Linked DNA regions of Rattus norvegicus: region 1 is linked to region 2. Evidence: chromatin contacts called from public Hi-C data. All regions are on one chromosome and are shown on one strand. Each heading gives the region's core, a stretch centred on a gene start, on an enhancer-like site or on the middle of the called end of the contact. The rest is flanking DNA. Distances are from core to core; before and after follow the strand shown. Region 1 holds the start of Pot1 (protection of telomeres 1). Region 2 holds the start of Wasl (WASP like actin nucleation promoting factor).

Region 1 (3,493 bases), core at 331-2,830, 1.1 Mb before region 2:
GGCTTAGCAACACAGTCTTCCCTGTTTTAGTTAAGGAAAATTTCCATGTAGTTTTCAGCTGAGGGTTTGGGAGGGATAGAAGAGCTGATGTTCAAGGTAAGAAAAGAAACATTTTTTCCCCCAGAGTATTGTTCATCCAATGAATATTTAGATCCTAAAGCTACCAGCCATTGTATAGCAGTCTTGGTTCTAAAACAGAACAGCTAACCCTGCTCCTAGTACACTTCAATGTAGAAAGATGTATTTAAACACTGTGGGAAGGCAATGAGGAAAACATGAATATCTGCTAGGAGGATATACATAATTTTACTGTTGTGGAAGTGAGGGTGTTGTCAACTGGGTAGAGGCTTTGATGTTAGATACAAATTGATGGGAGAATTAGTTCTGAAGCAAATGCAAAGCTTTGCGCAGAGAACAAGTACAGCAGCTTACTCAACAGAGTAGGAATTCATAAAACAACGACAGTGCATTTCTCCTTCAGAAAAAGGTTCGCTTTTTCCAGGAAAGGGGGACTTTGTTCACAAGCCACTTAAGCTTCGAAATATATATATATATATATATATATATATATATATATATATATATGCACACACACACACACACACACATATATATATATATATATATATATATATATATATATATACATATATATATATGTCCCTCCCACTCCTGAAGAATGTTAACCTGTTATTATAATGAAACTATAACCAGTCATAACTGGTATGTCACCCGTTTGGTTGCTGGTTCTTGTTAATTTTTTCTGATGTCCTGCTTGTCAAAGATGCTGCCTTTAGGCCCTTACCTGGAGTTAGGAGAATCTTCTGGTTCCCTGCTTTCGGCCAAAGTGCACGGACCAAAATCCATACACTGGACTAAACTTAAGAGATAAATAGTATTTCACAACTGGCTGAGGTGACTAACAGTATAGGTCTGGGCCTTATTATGCTCTTCTAATGGACAGCCCTTTAATTCCACTTTAGTTGATATTCCTGGTTCACTTATCTTTTATGAACACAGGGGTGGGGAATGAAAAGGAAGCTTTAGAAAATAATGGCAAGGTTCTTCAGCTTAAATAGCTGAAAACAGCACAAATGTCACCAAACTGCTATAAAACAAATAACATCATTACCACCATGTATTTACAGCCTTGGAAAAGCTGCATTTGAATGTTTAACTTAAAAGGTAAATAAAAGCTTTAGCTTCGAGGGCTTCTAGTCGACAGAATGGAATCCGGATCCAATGTCTGGTTTGGAATAGAGTTCCTACTGGGTATAGTATTTAAGAATTATATTTTGGGTTGTAAGACTAGCATTTCCTGGCTAAGCAACATCACCAGTCCACGATTTAGCCATTTTAGGAGCTGGTCTGGCTCCCCCTGCAGGCTAGGGGTTGTCTCCTTTGAGGGACAGGAAATCCGCGTGAAGCTGGGAGAGGAGGGGCCAGCAGCTTGCTGCGGCTCCGCGCTCCTCCTCTTCTAGGTGTTTACCCGGGAGACCTCAGCAAACCGCTGTGCAATTCTAGTGGAGTACGCATGCGTGTGCTCAGCGGCTCGAGCCCGCGCGCGCGCATGACGTCATGGGCGCGTCAATGCAGACCTTAGTTGTCCGCGGGTCTTGCTGGTGAGTGAGCCTGAGGAGGTTTGGATTTCATGGTGGGGACTCGGCGGGCCCGGCCCTGGATAAATATTACGGGGACTCTTTAGTTCATTGCAAAATATGGCCCAGTTTTGCAGGAACTCTATTACGTACTGTTAGTGTTGGCCGAACACTATCGGAGCGAGACGTGAATAGATCCAAGAACGCCCTCATGCTTCGTAGTGACGCTATTGAGTATCCCAGGCAAGAAGTTTGAGAAGAAAGATTCAACCTAGACTTCATAGATTAGCAGCAAATGCAGTTTCTCTTACGTTATTTACGAGTTTTGAGGGAGGAGGCAGCAAATACTGGAATCAGGAAGCTTTTGGTGCAGTGTGCTTACACAGTATTTTAATTGACAAAGGAGTTAAAGAATAAAACCCGTACTTACCCACCTCCCATGTCCAGCATTTTAAAATATCAAGGTGAAATTGGAGAAATTATAACAGATATAAAAGCTAGCTTTTAGAAGCTAGTTTTGAATATAAAAGCTTCCAGCTAAGAAGGTTGTTAACTCAGAAAACATTTTCCTCCTGGAGGAATACCCATATTTTATATACTGAATCTTGGTGAGAGTTTTTTTTTTTTTTCTTTTTATAGTTACAACTGAGACGGAATATATCAATGTTATAATTTTCCAGCAGGCACTTAACAAACATTTTATGATACAGTGGGATATGTTTCTGAGGTCCAAGATAAATATATCTGACCTAACTAAAGGTGATCTCTAATTCTAATTAATAATGTGCAGCAGTATGTTATGTGAACATGAGATAACTTTTTGGTTTGATATGTTAGATTAAGAAAGTAAAACTGGGACTTTCGGGGTGATGATGTATTTTACTTAACCTTCCTCTTCCTTTTGCGTATGAGTAGTCATGTATGCAGAAGAATTTGTATGTAATAGTAAGATTCAGTTAGTTTCATACTAGGTGTTGGCAGGAGAAAGACATAGCCACTCTGCCTCCTGTACAAGGAATATATAAGATATAGAAAGCTTAAAGGGAGAAAATCCAGTTAGGCAACGACAGCAATGAACATAAGTGCTGATAGTGATTTGAATTAGTGGTAAAAGGGTTAGGAAAAAATAGTAACTTAAAGCTAATGAACAGTACAACTTAGGTTTTTTTTTCTGTGGTGTGGCATTTTGGTGTCTTGTGTATGTTAATTCGTTTCATTATCGCAAAGACTTGTGACATTGATGCTTTATATCTTACCTATGTAGAAAAGGGTGCCGTATTTCAGAAAGGTTAAGTAATTTTCTTGAGATCAGATAGTTAACAGATGGTGGAGATGACATTTGAATCTACACAGTTTGTTTCAGACTTGATGAGATAAAGTCCAGAATAATTAGAACAGAGAAGCAATGAGGTCAGGAAACTAACTTTTAAATTCCCATCTATGCTGAGTAAAAGGAGCAGAGACACAGTCTTGTGCCCAGAGTTTAGGTTTTGATATTAGAGAGGTCTCAGTCTAGAGGCATCTTACCTTGCCCCAAACATTAGATTTTTGACTTACTCTTGTGTGTTCCAAATAGAAATTGAATGGTTTTTGGTTTGTTTGCTTAGTTTGGTTTGTTGTTGGTCCCTGTGCCAGCCACAGTGAATTTCCACCAAGCTCACAGGCTTTTTACTCAACTCCTCATGTTGTTAGGCTCTGATGAAAGGAGAGGGGGAAAGAGTCATCCAAGGTTCCTGCATTTCTGCCTTGCCTTTCTCTGCCTCTTGGACTTAACCTTTTCATGTCTGTAAAGAACTTGTAAATGACCGATTCCCTTGGTGTTCCTAAGTATCCTGTACAATTGCAAAGCCCATTGTTGGCCTTAACAGTCCGTTAAAAATGTCTGATAAATTTTC
Region 2 (3,394 bases), core at 106-2,605:
GTCTAGAATTATAATGGCAGTTTGGGTATTTTAGCATAATGGACTAAAACAATCTGTTTGGCAAAATCTGTAGCCTGATCACTAAGAAAGAGAATATGTTCCAAACTCACTGACATAGATTTGAGAATTGTGTAAGGCTGTGAATTAAAAGTTTTTTTTAAAAGGCTTATATAAAAATGAATGTAAAAATACATACTTCAGTACTTGATCCTCTAGACGAAGAAATATGTAACAGACCACAAGCAAAGATGGTGAAATTTGAGACAGGACTTGGGTACTCACTATGTATCAAGTACATGGTTTTCTCTCTACATTTTTAAAGTAGTCTAACTGTCCCAACTTCTACTATACTACCTCCGTGAAACAGTGATTTCATTTTACAGATGAGGAACCTGACACAGAGAAGCAATTCCTGAATGCCTTTAAACGGTCTAACTGCAACTTTAACCTTGAGCCAACCACAGCCTGTTTTTGGATAAGAAAACATTTTCCATTCAACCGTATTATTTTAGATTAACCCTTAATATTATGAGACACAACGAAGTCCCATTATTTACTTGTGCTGAGAATATAGCTCAGCTGGCTGAGAACGCACCAGGCCCTAGGTCCCAGCACCTATGCTACAGAACCACGAAATTAACTCATAAGGGGGGAAAAAAGTAAGGTATATTCCATTACGACATTCACAAACGCGTGTTTCATCTTGAATTAAAGAAACAACAAGGTGTTTCGAATTTGATAGAGAAAGATGGAGAGGGATGGTTTCCAATTCACAAGGCAAGAAAAAAAAATGGTATTCAGGATCATCGGAGCGTAAATACTACACAAACCTATCCTACGAGATCCGCCAGAAGGGCGGTGGATGTATTTTGTGAGTCTGTTTCCGACATCTATGAAGATGTCTTTTCTGATCTCGGCAAAAGCCTGTCCCTCCCTGCCCCGGTGGCGGCCAGTACTAAGTTCGAGAAACCAGAGGCACCTGCAGCTCTGACCGAAACCACGCCGGCCGACCTTTCTCTCCAGCTAACCTAGACCTTCCTCACAGGCGGCCTGAGAGTCCCACTTCGGAGCCTGACAAACACCGCGCGAAGTGGACGCTCCGCAAAGCAGAGCGGTGCTACAAGACGCAACCCGCTCAGTGATGCCAGAGCCCCTCCAGTCCGGCCTCGGTCTGAGTCTGCGCACGCGCGAGGTGGTCACGGGGGGCGGGGGAAACTAGGCAGTAATAAGACCTCAACCCTGCTGAGCCTTGTCGCTCCCGGAAGGGGGCGTGGCCTGGCGCGGACACGCCCCGGCGCGCAGCAAGCGAGGGGGTGTTCGGCCGTGCCGAGTTTCCGGCGCGCTCCCCCGCGTCCCGCGTCCCGTGGTCTCGCCCGCCCCTGCTGCCATGTTGGATTGTGCGGCTACTGCCGCCGCCGCCGCCGCCGCTGCCGCCGCCAGAGGACTGGAGGAGTAAGGAGTTTAGCGCAGCCGCTGGAGTGCGAGGACAACGACCATCCGGCCCGAGCCAAGTAGGGCGGGAGTCCGGAGCTTCCCTGTCGGCGCGCGGCCTGAAGGCGCCCGCCGTCAGCTCCTTCCCTCGGCCTCCGCGCGCCGGAGGAGCGACGGGATGCTGCGTCTGTAACTGCCGGCTCGCGCCCCTGTCACCCGGAGTGGGACCGAGTGCTCGCCCACCACCAGAAGAGACGGCCCTGGACACTCCACCCCACCGGCGACACCATGAGCTCGGGCCAGCAGCCCCCGCGGAGGGTCACCAACGTGGGCTCCCTGCTGCTCACCCCGCAAGAAAACGAGTCTCTTTTCTCCTTCCTCGGCAAGAAATGTGTGGTCAGTGACCGAGACCCCTGTCGCCATCCCCAATGTCTCCTTGGCGGGTTCGGGCTGGGGTACTCAAGAATAGGATAGAGAAGGGGGCGGGCTCGGCACCGCTGGAGTGCTACTGGGGGCCAGGCCTCCAGCCTCCCGGGCCCTGGTGCTCCCCTCACCCTGCGTCCCGGGAGCAGGCCTGTCCAGGCTGGGAGTCGCTTCCCCCAGCTGCTGGAAAACAAGGGAGTGTCACCTCCGTAGGCCTGCCCAGAAGCCCTGGTCGGCCGGGCCGGGTCCATGCCCTTGCTGCAGGTTCAAACTTTACTCTGGACCACAAGGGGATTTTCTTCGTGCATCAGCTGCTTAATCTCACAACAGAATCCCAGCATTGGCCCTTGCTTCACTTCCTACTTCTGGATCTGGGTTATCTTCCTTAACAATGCTAGAGGTTTTGGGAGTGAATAGATGGGAAAAGAAGCAAAACGGATTTTCCGTCCCCCTTAGGATTCCAGTAGAAGATAAAGTAGAGTGAAGGTTCATGGACACTTCGGATCAGAGCAAGGGCAGGAAATGCGCCTGCTCCCCATGCAAAAAAAAAAAAACAAAAAAACAAAAAAAAACGGGGTTTATTTCTCCAGCAGAAACTAGGCCTAGTTTCTACTCTCCGCCCCACTGTTTTGTTTTGTTTTGTTTTTTCTTTTTCTTTTCTCCATTGCGGTGGTGGTGGTGGTGGTGGTGGTGCTGCTGCTGCTGCTGCTGCTGCTGCTGCTGCTGCTGCTTTCTCCGAAGCCATGCTTAGGGAAGCGGCAGATTCTAATGGCCTTTGGGATCAAAAGTGGTTCTGAGTTTGGTGCTGTGAGGCCCATCCCAAGCCCAGATGGCGGATTGGGAGCGAGCAGTTCTGTGGGAAGGGGAATGGGTACTGTTGACGGAAGCATTCGTTACATTGGCTGCAGGCATTTCTGCGGGTGGGGAGGTTTTCCTTGGTGAAGGCCTTATCTTGATCTTCCTGAGGTTACTGAGTTGAAAAGGGGATTGTTGAAATGCTGGCTGGCTCCCTTTCTGCCATCTGTTTGTTGGCTCTCTTAGAGCGGAGCAAGTACCTCTGGAACCCAAGAAACACCCAGAGAAGTTTCAGGAAGTTTCAGCCGAGCAGAACTATTTCATATCTTCACTTAGCAATATTAGATATGTCAAAATCAGACTACACTTGCTGAAGGAGTTAAGAGCAGACAATTTCTGGAAAGTTACCAGATTAATTGTTAACTTCATAAGCTTCTGTCCATGTCTACTTTTGGAAACCAAATCATTCCATTGGACTTAAGATTTATTTCTTGTTTTAAAATTTAGGTTTTAAAGAACATTGCATCCACTGACTAGAAGTAGAAAACAGTGGTTCAAAAAAGAAGAAAAGGAATTTGGGAGAAAACTTTAAAGATAAACCAAGTCCTTCTTCCTCTATAGTTCTTTAAACAAATGAGAAAATGGAGCTCTTGGCCCCAAGTCACATAGTAATTTAGGAATGTAACTGGAACTAAATGCCCAGTTACTTTGTACTTTCCACTACAGCATGTTGTTTTGTGAGGAT

The links. A called contact is a pair of places that touch in the nucleus more often than the background predicts.
Region 1: a Hi-C map of frontal cortex shows a contact between it and region 2, with 4 times the contacts expected there. The contact joins the promoter of Pot1 here to the promoter of Wasl in region 2. A contact is called at or near these places in 2 of 12 Hi-C or Micro-C datasets (frontal cortex and psoas muscle).

The regions. Positions count from the first base shown.
Region 1 is chr4:55,226,630-55,230,122 of GRCr8, reverse strand. It overlaps Pot1 (protection of telomeres 1), which reads left to right and starts at 1,580. Exons shown (of 17, transcript NM_001395152.1): 1 at 1,580-1,622. LOC120102246 (a long non-coding RNA gene) reads right to left here and starts at 1,544. Exons shown (of 2, transcript XR_005503489.2): 1 at 806-1,544.
Region 2 is chr4:54,095,531-54,098,924 of GRCr8, reverse strand. It overlaps Wasl (WASP like actin nucleation promoting factor), which reads left to right and starts at 1,355. Exons shown (of 11, transcript NM_001110365.1): 1 at 1,355-1,827. The coding sequence starts at 1,720.